3 separate regions of the Pan troglodytes genome follow, and regions 1 and 2 are each linked to region 3. A link is a contact called in public Hi-C and HiChIP or PLAC-seq data. All regions are on one chromosome and are shown on one strand. Each heading gives the region's core, a stretch centred on a gene start, on an enhancer-like site or on the middle of the called end of the contact. The rest is flanking DNA. Distances are from core to core; before and after follow the strand shown.

What was found. A called contact is a pair of places that touch in the nucleus more often than the background predicts. HiChIP or PLAC-seq counts read pairs in DNA pulled down with a chosen protein or histone mark.
Region 1: a Hi-C map of stem cell-derived neural progenitor cells shows a contact between it and region 3, with 3 times the contacts expected there. The contact joins the enhancer-like site here to the promoter of SEPTIN11 in region 3. A contact is called at or near these places in 2 of 7 Hi-C or Micro-C datasets (blood and stem cell-derived neural progenitor cells) and 1 of 1 datasets of contacts at active chromatin or transcription factors (stem cell-derived excitatory neurons).
Region 2: a contact with region 3 is called in an H3K4me3 HiChIP or PLAC-seq map of stem cell-derived excitatory neurons, with 4 times the contacts expected there. The contact joins the promoter of CCNG2 here to the promoter of SEPTIN11 in region 3. A contact is called at or near these places in 1 of 7 Hi-C or Micro-C datasets (stem cell-derived neural progenitor cells) and 1 of 1 datasets of contacts at active chromatin or transcription factors (stem cell-derived excitatory neurons).

The regions. Positions count from the first base shown.
Region 1 is chr3:53,371,270-53,375,604 of NHGRI_mPanTro3-v2.0_pri, forward strand. SHROOM3 (shroom family member 3) reads right to left here. Exons shown (of 14, transcript XM_063809524.1): 10 at 1,719-2,600; 11 at 1-469. The region is part of intron 2 of LOC107974279 (a long non-coding RNA gene); the gene reads left to right. Among named protein-coding and RNA genes, the nearest start is that of SOWAHB, 140 kb to the left of the region's middle. Within about 2 kb of position 2,827, at least 9 of the 24 cell types and tissues checked have an H3K27ac peak or open chromatin away from gene starts, as enhancers often do. A contact at or near this core is called in stem cell-derived neural progenitor cells, where this site is marked.
Region 2 is chr3:52,968,806-52,972,939 of NHGRI_mPanTro3-v2.0_pri, forward strand. CCNG2 (cyclin G2) reads right to left here and starts at 2,761. Exons shown (of 8, transcript XM_001147453.8): 1 at 2,427-2,761; 2 at 1,267-1,404; 3 at 436-573. The coding sequence starts at 1,404. It overlaps LOC134809881 (a long non-coding RNA gene), which reads left to right and starts at 1,919. Exons shown (of 2, transcript XR_010156556.1): 1 at 1,919-4,134.
Region 3 is chr3:53,180,480-53,184,618 of NHGRI_mPanTro3-v2.0_pri, forward strand. It overlaps SEPTIN11 (septin 11), which reads right to left and starts at 2,592. Exons shown (of 10, transcript XM_054682944.2): 1 at 2,293-2,592. The coding sequence starts at 2,319. It overlaps LOC104006065 (a long non-coding RNA gene), which reads left to right and starts at 3,977. Exons shown (of 4, transcript XR_008547508.1): 1 at 3,977-4,062.

The DNA.
Region 1 (4,335 bases), core at 1,577-4,076, 190 kb after region 3:
AGAGCTGACAGTTCTCTGTATGGCCTTCCTCTTTACACTGTTTTCCTTCAGCAAGTTCACATCTCGGGGAAACAAACCTTCCATCAGGTCCATTGTTGTCTTGAGCCTGGAGTCTGGATCCAAAATGTCTGCTAGAGATTTGTCTTGGTGGACAATTTCCTTGGCCAAAGCCTCTGTTCTGATGTCTTCTGAACTCTTCTGAGGATCAGAACTGACTTTCTTTTCTAAACCCTGAGTTCCATTGACTGGATCATGGCTGAGACTTTGAGTCTGGATGGGTGCTGGCTGCCCACCAAGAGACCCAGCAAGTTGGGCGTGAACGCTCATGAAGGAGGGTGGTGTGGACTCAGCCTCTGAACCCTTGATAGAAGTTTGGAGTCTGGAAGCCAGTGTCTGACTACCTACCACATGGGCTGCACCAGGCATGTGCCTTTCCCTTGCAATTGTCACTTTAGAAAGTTTGTTGGAGCTGCCAGGGATATTTAAAAAAAAAAAAAAAAAGAGAGAATGATAAGAGAAGGGTGATGATAAGAGGGTGGAGAAAGACTGAGGGAGAAGCTTTCCACATCATCAGGGCTGTAGCTTTCCACATCTTCCACATGTTACTGACAGAGCTAATGTTAAAGAATATGGCTTCTGATTATAAGTGGGTCTCCTGATACTGAACCCCGAAACTAAAAACATTTACCTACCTAGTCACAGGTCATGCTAGACACACAAACATACATAGATATATACATAGGAGTAGGGTGAGATAGTCACATTTCTGAGATCAACCCCTTCTTTAGAAAACAACAGCACTCTAAAGGGGCTCCTGAGCCCAGCAGCTGGTCAGGAGGTTGTCATCTCCTGAGGAAGATGGACTAGGAATTCAGTTCTGGTGAATGTTGCTGTTAGATTCCAGAGATTTCTGAAAGGTCTAGGTTAACGGGGGTAGTGGTAGTAAGTCACTCTTGTGGTGTTTAAAGAAAGCCACTCAAAAGGTGCTGTCAGGCAATGTGTTTTTTTTGGTGTTTTGAGAGATTACTTGTTCTAGGGACTATGTGTTGGGGAATGCTTCTCTCATTCTTCTAGCTTCCAAGAGGTTTTCCCTAAACATTACTGACCTTGAGCCCTACTCTTTATTCCTCCCTATGGACATGGAGTGATTTTGGAAAGAGAAGCTGAGCATTCACATCCCAGTCTCTCTCTTCTCTTTTGAGACTGAGGCTGCCTCAAGGCTGTATATATTAATATCTATGTGTATTTGTGTGTCTAGCATGACCTTTGATGAGGTAGGTAAACCTGTTTAACTTGGGGGTTCAGTATCAAGAGACCCACTTACAATCTGAAGCCATGTTCTTTAATGTTAGCTCTGTCAGTAATACAAGTGATGTTTTTGTCTTCTATATGCCCTCCTCTTTTGTCTTATTTCCTAACTGATTCAGAACTCAGCCAGGGAGGAGGGATTTACTTGGACCGCCTAAGCCTATCCTGTCCCCAGAAGTGAAATGTGCCCCTTGGGTCCCAGCTTTCATTTCTGCCACCCTGACTCCTCAGTACCCAATGACACTGGTCCAACTACCTCCTGAGGCAAACAGATGAACAGTGTCCTGAGCTGAGCTGTATAGAAACATCTCCATGCCAGGGCTCTTCTGTGGCCAGCAGAAGGACCTGGGCCACCTGGGGCATGACACTCTCCTGTTAGTGGGGGAAAGCTGCCCAGTCTGCTCACTCACCTGGGGCACGGCCCCTCGGGATCCTCACTGTCCAGCTGCGCCTCACACACAGTGTGGGGAGGAGGTGGAGGGAAGTCATCCATGCTATACACCGGGGTTTCTTGACTCGGTGGAGGAGGTGGGGGTGGGGAAGGAGGTTCAAATGTGGGGCTGGACGTGGCCTTGGGGTGCAGATCCCTCACAAACACTTCGTCTTCATAATCCTCATGAGGTGGCGGGGAGTCCCGCAGGACAGACTCAGATATTCGGAGGGAGATCCTCCCTGGAGTGCTCGGGGCCCCAAGAGGTGTGTCTGGGTCAGAAGTGCCGCATAAACTTGGAAGACTCTGCTGTTTTTGATAGTGCTTCAGGTTTGCAAAATCAGGGGCTGAGGATTCCTCAGGAAGGCTGTCCTCTCTGGCTGCGTGGGCCCACTTTGCTCGAGAAGGAGGTGGCCACTGAGGCAGCGAGACCCTCTTCCTCGTTCCCTCTTCTACCCCATGCTCTGGGCCATCACCCTCACAGCCTCTTGGACCGGGAGGCTGGGTCAGGGTGTGACCATTGCTTCTGTGGGTCATGGCAGGGGTGTAGGGCGGGAGAGGCTGTCGCCCTGTCTGACCGTCCTGTGAGCAGTAGCCAGAGGGAATGGCTGAAGGCAGAGGGGTGCCAATTGGGGTCAGGGGTGCAGCCCTGGTGTCTGTGAGCTGCCCTTGAGTTCCTGCCAGTGGTGGCCTGGGGCAGGGTGTCCTACTGGCTTGCCTCTGATGGTCCAGGGTTCCAGGACATTCACTAGGAACAGAGGAATCACCAATGGCTTTGCAGCCTGAACCACCCCAACGAGGGGTGAGATGGTGGAAGAGCAGCAGCATCTCTTCTTGGCCTCTTTCTGAACAACTGAGTGACCTGGAATGGCACACAGACAGGAGGGTTACAGCTCTGAAGAAAGGGGCAAACATGCAGCCCAGTGCTCCTTACATAGATGAGAAAAGCATTTAAGAGGAAGGAGGACCTCTTTTCCTTCCCCCAGAAACTGCACACTGTCTTCCCTGGCTGCTCACAGGAAGACCCAAGTTAAACCAGTACTAGGCAGGCATAAATTCCTACAGGAAAATGTCACATGGAATGACTGGGTTCACAAGGCATTTTCTTTTATTAACCCTCTCACCGCCCCCACATCCTGTACACACCATGCAACATAAGGCAGCTTTTGAGGACAGGCTTCAGGCTATAAAAACAAACAGTGCATTTCTTCAGCCCCTTTTAGGACTACTTCAGGAAATAGCTCCCAGCTCTGGGGAAAAATAATGCTGCCTTCTTCTCTCCCAGTGCGATCCCCACGGGGGAGGTCTGTTTTGAAAGCATTTGCATGGGCTGCTGAATTTGAAGGTTTTATTTACAACTTTTGCTTACTCTCCTAGTGTTTTCATTTCATCTGATGAAAAATAAAAAGGAGGGGGAGAGTCTCACCTAAGGAGCTAATAAACAGTTACCTCTGGAGAAAGAGGCTGGCAATAATAAGCAAATATAGTACATGGTGATTTAAACAACTGTACGCTAGACTCCGAGGAAAAACCCAACAATTCGCAAAACTTTTGTTATTGTGTTCTAAAGGAGAAAAATCCACAAAACAAAACAAAGAAAAAAGAGTCTGTGGCACTACCTGCTATGCAAGAGTTAATGTGAGGATAAAAAGCTCTCCAGCAAACCCACCGTGATTTGTACATTCCTTGTCTGCAGTTCCCTGACTGGCTATGTGAGTGAATCTGGAGTGCAGATGGCACATGTCATCTCACAGATCTGACTCCTCTGAGGGAGTGGTGACTCAGTCCCACATCAGAGCAATAACACAGGGCTTGCCACAAGATCATCCACGTGCCAGGCAAACAGAATGCAGCATGTGGTGGAAGAAGATGGCAAAGAACCAAATTAGCTCTTCTCATGCCTTTATTTTTCCTTTATTATACATAGATGCAGATGATGGAATAAAGGGCCCACCTCTCTCTCTGATGCAACCCCTCCCTTCCCATGACCGGTCCCTTTCATTCAGACATGGTTTCTTTACTAGGAACCTCTCCATAGAGAAGTGTAGCCACTCTGCACTTCCTGGTGGCTTCCCGCTGGGGATGCTCTTCACTTCTGTCTCATCCATCCTGGCATCCCCAGTACCTGCCACCAAGTACCCCCTCAGCAAATGTCTGTTGAACAGTGACGTCTCCTTTGCCCACCTGCTCTCCAGACTGTAGCATACAAACTGTTTTTAAACCCAGCATCCTTTAACAGGATGTGGAGTCAGTTGAAATCTGATGTTTTAACGACTAATTCAGATGCCTTTATTTTATTTATTATATCTTGAGGCTTTTCTAAAGGGGGAGACATCACTAAAACATACAATAATATAGCACTTATCCTTTAAAGATCCAGCCCAATAGACTTTTATATGATGTTTTTAGTTTGTGTGACCTTAGTTTACACAAACTATACTAAAGTGGCATTTTCTTTTTGAAGATAATATCAGTGGTAAATGCTTAGCTTGGTTGAGAATGCTTCTCCGTGGTGATTATTTTGTGTTTTTAGGAATGAAGTTTGGGATAAAAAAAGACTTTGTTCAAGTCCCTTTTATAATAGAGTGTGAGAGGGT
Region 2 (4,134 bases), core at 1,511-4,010, 210 kb before region 3:
ATAAAACCATGGCTCCCTGCTTTGAAGAGACTTCTAGGGAAGGCAGCCGGTCATATTTAATAAACTGTTATACTTCATTTGTCATGCTTCAGTATTTTAAAAATCTGGCTTCAAGAGAAGCATGATGGCAGATGAAATCTTATATTGAGGACTATAAATATATGGCAAATACCTAAAAAATAGTAGTCTTTTTTTGTCACATATTCAAGAGAAAGTACTTAAGAGGTAAAACCTAAGACACAACAGAAAAACCTAAGATACAACAATACAATTAATCTTGTAGTCTTATTCTGGCACTAACGATCACAATTCTGATTATAAATTTTTATGTACAGTGGACGTTATTATACCCATTCGATAAATATTTCTTGAACCCTGTGTGCTAGGCACTGGGCATAGAAAAAGGAAGACATATTTATAAAAATGATGAAATACCTTCATAAGAGCCAAGAACCTGTCCAAAATATTGACAGCCAGGACAAAAGTTTCAGTGCAAGATCCAAAAAAGTTGGCTAAACTCCTTAAATCTTCAACTTTGGCATTTCTCAATCCTGGACACAAAGTGTTATCATTCTGCAATAAAAACCAAGAACCAAGGTTTACAATTTTCTTAGAACCAGATGAAAAACACATACAGGTCCAAAGAATAAGGTTAATTTTTTCCCAAGAATAAGGTTAATTTTTTTCCCTCAATCTTCAAGAATATAGGTGGAAAGAGTGGTATCGCTTAACTAAAGCTATACACTTTATCATCTGTAAGACGTAAATCACTGCTTCTTAAAAATACGCATCATAAAAGAGCTTCAGCAATTCAATATAAGGTGAACTGTTGCAAGATTTCAGAGAGTTATAGCAAATATAATTCAATTCCCTTGGAATGGAGAGAAAGGGTTCTTTTGTTTGCTTTTCTAAAGTCATTTAAGATTCTACTATAAATATGTATTTCACAGGCAGAGGGTGTTTGCACAAATGAACTGCTCAATTCACCCGGAGTCTCCCATCCTGAAGCTGCAGGCTGGAGTATGGGGGGCAGCGAGGAGGGTGCCACATTAAAAACAACAAAAAACCCCACTTCTCTAAAGTATCACTCTCATTCTTGCTAAGAAACAAAAGCATTAACCTATAATAAGGTTTATCTTGGTACTCCAGAAAGAACAACTTTTAAGAAATTTTGCAGGCTTTAGTCATGATTCAACGGGGGCGGGGGGGTTACCTCCTCCAAGCCCCATCAGCTGCTTGAGCAAGTTATCTTTTCTGCCAACTTACCTCCGGGGTAGCCTCAATCAAACTCAGCCCTTTTTCTCGAGGTTGGAATCTCTCTTCTTGTTCCAGGTAGACGTTCAACAACCCGAGGAGTTGGACCCCTTCATGACCTGCCAAGTGCTCTGCCCCCAAATCCTTCATCTGCAGTAAAGACACCACACAGAGAATGTAATCTGGGGGTAAGAGGGGTGGGGAAGCGGGAGAAAGGGCTGAGGCCAGTACCTCCAGCAAGGGTCGCCCCAGCACACCCCGACAAGGAGCGGGTGAAGGGACCAGTCACGTCCGCCAGAGCCCCAGGGCAATCCCGACCACGGCCAGGGAGGTGTGGCAGGGGGAGGAGCCGTGGTCAGGTCCGCCGGCCAGCGCTGGGTAAGACCGGCCAGCCCTGGCCTCTTGGCGTTTCACAAACAGGAAACTGTCCGCGGGCGCCGGCGTCCCCTCCGTCTGCCCCACCTGAAGTCGCGCCAGGGAGGGCCTTCTGCCCAGGGGACTGCAGTGTGGCGAGCGACTGCAGCGGGTCCCGGGGATGGGGCGTTGCACAATAGGGGGGAGGGGAGGGAGAGTCTCGCGACTGAACAAAGAAGCGGAGGGAGGAGACTCCCGAGCCCCGCCCGCCCGGGGCGCCCAGCTGCAGAAGCCCCTCTCGGAGAGTCCCGCCCCCAGCTTTTCCCGTCCGCTGCGGCAGCGCCGATTCCGGACTTACCCGAGAGGCGGATACCCCCGTCCCAGGAGCCGTGGGGTGGCGCGGCACACCCGGCTACGGTCCGGGGAGAGAAGTCCAGTCCAGCCCGCCCCGCGCCCGTACGGACAACACCCGTCCACCCACTGATGCCGGGGCCCCGCAACTCTGCAGAGCCCCGGGGCTGTCAATTCGAGAAGCACCACGCCAGCATGTCCCCGTGACAACACGAGCGGGGGCGAGGGGCACCGAGGCGGAGACTGCCCTTAACCTAGTCGCAACCTCCGTCCACCCCACCAGCATCTATCTGTCCATCGCGGGCGCCAGCTCCCCCCGGGGCTGGGGCTGAGGGCAGCACCCTGGTCGCTCCAGCGGATGAGGAGCAGGCAGCACCGAGGCACTCGCATGGTACCAACCCCCTCAAAGCCCACAGTCCCCACCACGAACAAAGAAACCCACGGCGGCCCTGGGCGGGTCCACTCACCGTGCCGGAGACGCGCCTCCACCCGCCCGCGGCCTCGCGGTCCGCAGGGACTGGGCGCAGCGGGGGCTTCCAAACCTGTCTCGCAGGTCGGGGACCCACCGCCTCAGCGGTGCCCCCGGTCCGGCATCCGACCCTTCCTCCCAGGCACCGCCGCCTCGGCCTCACAGCCCCGGCTCCATCCCGCTCCCCGCGCGCCCACCCTCCGCCGCGGCGCAACGCCGGCCGCGGAAGACCAGCCTACCGCCGCACCCCCGCCGCCTCAGCGGAAGCCTCCCCGAGCCCCTTGTTTTTGTTAAGAGTTTCGACGCCCCCAAGGGGGCGGGGCACGTGACTCCCCGCGGAGGGATCCTGCACTTCCTCCACGGACTTTAAAAAAGAGTCCCGCCCCTAAGCCGCCGTCTCGAGCCTCTCTCGCGGCCTCCCTAGCTCTCCTCGGCTTTGCCGAGCCAGTCCTCCCGCCTGGCGCTAGGGCGGAGAGCGGAATCTGGGCGTCGGGCTTATTCCGCGATTGATCTGCGTTGGGGAACGGGGGAAGACAGAGGGGCGGAAGGAGATCGTTTCTGGTCTCATTACGCCTTTTAAAGGTCCCCGATTTGTTTTGTTTTAGCTGTTTTGAAAAGTCCGCCCAAAGTAGCCGGCTCTCTGATTGGATGCGGGTGGGGCGATGGGAATGCTGAGGACCTGATTCACCCTCGAATCTGGATTGGCTAACTTATCAGTCTTGGAGCCCTCTGATTGGCTTTCTCCGTAGCCTGAGCCTCTCTCTGCCTTGGGGCCTTAGCAACTCCAGGGTCTGGATTGCGCATGCCTGGGTGGGCAGCGGGGAAGGTATTCAGTTACCTGCCCTGCGGGGCTGTGCCTTCTCGCCTGGCTGCCTCCGCCCTTCTCGGGGGAATGTCACGCTCGCGGCGCTTCTCCTAACAGCTAACCTTTGTGACAGCCTTTTCAGCCACGGGAGAGTTTTCTACATTCCTTCTTTATTTTGTCTTGCCGTTCCATTTTGCAATAACCCACCAAATTATTATAACATTGTCGGGGCGTTTACTAAAATATTCAATAAATGCTACAAGTTTGGGTATTTGCTTTAAAATGTTCCAGTCCAAGAGAAAAAAAAAATGGAGAAGAGAGGTGAAATAAGATAGGCAAAAAGTTGAGGGTCGAAGCTGGGTGATGGGTACTCGAGGCTGCATTACAGTATTCTTTCTACTTCTGTGTCTTGGAATTTTTCCATAATTTAAAAAAATTCAGGAGGGACTGAAGGAGGGGGCTTTTCAATAAAAACTTAGCACGCTGATGAGGGTACGTAAACATCTAATAATTACGGCGTACCTCCAGAGGTTGTAGTGCTGTTGTTTTAATGAAGACTCCCAGAGCTTCTTGGTCCTTGGTAACCCATAAATTATCATTTATTGTTCATTATAATTAGCGTTGTTATTATAGGCGACACCTCTCCCAGGACGGGACAAAAAGCAAACCAACCAGGTGCCTTAGGCCAGAGACACTTTCACACGGAATATCAATGGGGGATGTGGTTGACTGCCCTGGAACATTTATTTGTTTACTCTCTCCCTCCTAAATTAGAAAATACCATATTCGTGAGTTCTAATCTACATAATCAGATAGTCCCTGGGAAGAGATTTCTCCTTTCTGTTCTTCTATGTGTTTTCTGTGAATTATTTTGTTACTTGTGAAATATGGGAAGGCACAC
Region 3 (4,139 bases), core at 1,342-3,841:
TAAAGATGCAGTGTAGATTCCATGGAGCTGTGTCTCAAGAATCTTCCCCATTCATTGACTTTGTTTTAAAGCCATAACTGCCGAGATCACACTTAAGACAATAGCCCAATGAACAAAGTGAAAGGATTCAACAATTATCTGTGAAATGTGATCACACATTTTCTGTAGACTTTCTAACTTTATAGTCAATTCCTAATCACTCTTACATTAGGTTTCCAAAAGAAAAGTCTTCTGTCTTTAGATTGTAATTTAATTTTAATTCCGGTGACAACAGAGTGCGCAGAAAGAAGTCACTTCCTCTGTGCACGTATACTTAAAAAAAATCTCCTCTATTATCTGAAAAGGGAGATCTAACATAAGAATTCTGTGGGATTAAGCTCACATATGGTTGGCCGACTTGGTGTTGGATGTGATTACGGCCACACAACTAAACCTTAAATCCACATACTGTTCCTATTTAACTGACATATATGAACTAATTTATAGAAAACGTGCAGCTAATTATTTCTTCCACCTCCTCCATCCCTCAAGAATGCACCAGCAATAATACGTGTTACTGAAAAAGCCAAACACCCCCACTGAATATTTGCAATCCTAAACGTTTGCCAATTTATCTAAAGCAGATATTGTTATTTTAGTTCTCTGAATCTATGCCTGCTAATAAGTATAATGGGGGGCAGGGGGAGGAGTAATTTAACCAGATAAATTTCACCTCTATAGACCTCAATTTTCTCACCAAAAATAAAACGACTAGCCCAGAGACTATGCAAATTCCCTCAGTAACAATAACCTACATGTGACCACTGATTATCAAGAGCACAATTTATGTGCAAAAGAAGACCAGAATTCTTAAAAGAGCCATGTCATTAAATCGTAGAGTTGAAAAGGCCTAAAAGACAGTTATGATTCGATATGACCGCTGTGTTTTCTGACTGCAGAAAACGTCTTTGACAGCACCGCGGGCAGCCGAACCACCAAATCGAATTAGAATCCGCAAAGGGACCCATGAACTTCTCCCGAGGGGGTAGGGTGCAAAAGGCGCGCGTATCTGGGGAAGAGTTAGGCGGGGAGAGGGGGAAGAGCCGGGAGCCTGAGAGCACAGCCTTGCATTTCTGGGATTTCCGAGCTTCCAGTGTCTCAGTAAGTCTTTCGTCTGTAACTACAAAATCTCCCGAGCCACCACCTGCAGCTGCACAGCTGTGGGAAAGGGAAGAAGAAAAAGGGAAGAGGAGGTGATAGACAGGGAAAGACATCGCCCGAGGCGCCCCCAAAGCCAGTAAGGCGAGTGGACTGTGAACATCGACGACGAAAAGGGGAAAGGGAAAACAGGAGGACTCCGCCTTTCCCACCCAGCTCCGCTCCTTTCAAAAAAAAGGAAAGGCCGCCGCCGCCCCTTCCTCCGCCTTTCACTTGGGGATGCGGAGCGGCCACTGAACCGCACCCTCGGAGTCCCGCTCCCCTCCGGCCCGGCCCCGGGGCGCGGACCGAGTCTTGCAACCCAGTAGGCGCGGCGCCTTGGCCCACACACTCGGGGCAAAGGTATCTCCTCCCTCCTACTCTCCTCCCTCCCGCCGTGGGGCACTCGATTCTTCACGCACCCGCCCGCCCTTCCTCTTCCTCGCGTCCCAGCCTCCTCAGCCCGCCGCCCCCGGCCTTTCAGCCGCAGAACATTTCAGTCCTTCCACCCACACCACAAGGGAGCCTCCAGAAAACTTTGTGTGTGTTATCTGGGGCTTTGTCCACATCCTGGGCAGGGCCCGCTCAGCCGGGTGGATGCCCGAGGGTGTCCGGGATCTCACAATGCGCTGGGGAGGCCACCACGGAAATCCCACCCCTCTGACCTGCTTCTACAGCTGTGCCACACGCAGCACTTCAGCTCGCAATTCCCATGCCCTGAGCGCCCCCTCGGCGCGGGGGAGACTGGAGGAAAGCCCCGAACCCGGCGCCCTTCTGGCTGTCACGAGGGAAGAGGTGCGCGGGCAGAGGGAGGCGGCTGAGACACGCCGCGCCTCAAAGAATTATTTTAAAGGGAACAGGAGAGGGGTCCTTTTTCTTTCGCATCCCCAGAAGAGGGACGCGACGAGGCGATCCACTGTTGCATCACGTAACTGAGCCCCTGGGCTCCTAACCCCGACCCCAGACGCGCGCCCAAATTCGTGCACACACCCACAGCCGTCGCCGCCGCCGCAGGGCCGAGCACCCGCCCGGCTCCCCTGTGGTCCTCACCGCACCCGCCCCAGAGCAGAGACCACCCGGCGCCCGAGGAGCAGCAGGCGAGGCCCCAGCACTCACAGACGGTCTCCCCACGGCCACGGCCATCGCAGCTGCGGCACCGGCTCCGGCTGCGCCCGGGTGCTTTCCGCCGACTCCGGCTGCTGCTAGTGCTCGGGCTCCGGCTCGCCTCCCTCGCGCCTCCCTCGCGGCTGCGCTCTGCTCGCCGGCGTCCCGCTGGCAGCCAGCGGCATCTGCTCCCCCCACGCCGCCGCCCCTCCCGCTTTATTAGAGCAACATGGCCACCCGCCTGGAAGGGACCATTCGCTTCCCCAGGAAGGGGTGTGAGCCTGCGCGCCCGGCCGCGGTGGTGGGCGGGAGGATGGTGGGCGGGCTCCGAGCCCAGCTCCACTGGCCCCGGCCGCAGGGCTCGCCCCTCCGTCCCCAAACGACCGTCTCCGCTGCCATGAGATGCCGACAGCCTGTGCGCTGGCCGCCACCCCCTGCTCCATCAGGTGCTGGAATCTGAGTAAAAGCCTGGGCGCGAGCTCTCAGCCCCGGGGCCTGCCACCGGCTCCACGAAGCGGGCAGCTCCAGCGGCCGCCGGGAGAAGGAAGGGCGACCGGGGGAGACGGGTCGCAGGGACAGCACGTGGCGGAAAGTTAGCCCCGGACTAGCACGCCCCACCCGGAGAAGCCGGCCTGGAAGGGGCTGCGGACCACCAGGCGGAGCGGTGGGCGACCGAAGTGCGGCTGGGCTGGCCTCCTCGTCTCCGCACTGGAAGAATTGCCCTTCCGCAAGTCTTCCCTTCCCACATGGGGGCCCTCCAGGCCGCACCTCGGTCGCCCACCGCTTCCCTTGAGAAGGGAGACTAAAGACAGGCATCTGGAAGCTGTCACTGTGGCGCGCGGGCAGACAGGGGATCCCATTGGAGAGGAAGAGCCGTAGTAGTCGCTGCTGCCTTCGGCCGACCCAACGGCCGCCTGCTTGGGAGGAAGAAAAAGAACGCCCCCGCTGAAGAATTAAGGCAGCCATTGGTTGCTCTAGGGGTAAGGACCGAGGCCTCCCCTGGGTGTCACTGGAGCAGCCACACATGGGGGATCAGCCGACTTCATTCGATCGCTGGCGACAGACCCGGCGACCCGTAGGAATGCGCGCTGGGGCTGCGGCTGGAGGGCGTGGCGACGGCAACAGGCGGGTGGCTCGAGTGGGTGCGACTCTGGGCGCGTGGGACTGAGAACTCCTCCGCCGTGGGGAAGATTTTTTTCCCAGCAGATGTTGGGGTGTTACTGCGTGTCTGAGGGGCCGGCGGAATGGAGGGGTCCCGGTTCGTGCGGGGCAGCGAGGTGTGTCAGATGAGCTGTGGATCCCTGCGGCCCCACGTGGGCCGGAGAGGGGGGCCCACGACAACAAGCGATTGAGGACAGCGATGGACAGGGCGGGGAACCAGCTGGGTGGAAGCACAGGGAAAGTGTGGTGAGGAGGGAAGGGCTGTGATCTGCCCTCGGTACGACGCCCCAAGGGACAGCCTGGCCTCCTGAATTAGGGAAAAGACAACCCGTCTCTTTAGACTGGGGCGCCTCAGAGTCTGACCTGAGTCTTCAAACGCCCAGATCCCCTGGGGCCTTGAGTCTCCCTTTCCCGCTGGCCCTGCCTCGCCTGCGCTTCAAGACTCCGACGCCCCCGCAGCCTTGGGCTAAGGGTCAGTCGTCCCCGGGCGCGGGTCCGGCTGCCCTGGAACTGATGCTGGATTTCGCTGGTAGGTGGGCGAGGGGCTTGGTCACCCGGTCTGAATTCCACTGTCAGGACAGCTGTGGAACCGCCAGAGAAAAGTCTGGCCATGAAAGAAAGGTGAGGGGCGCCGACGCAGAGCTTATTTATTCAGTCTGTGGGCGGACTCAGACGTGCAGAGCACCAGCCTCTTCAAT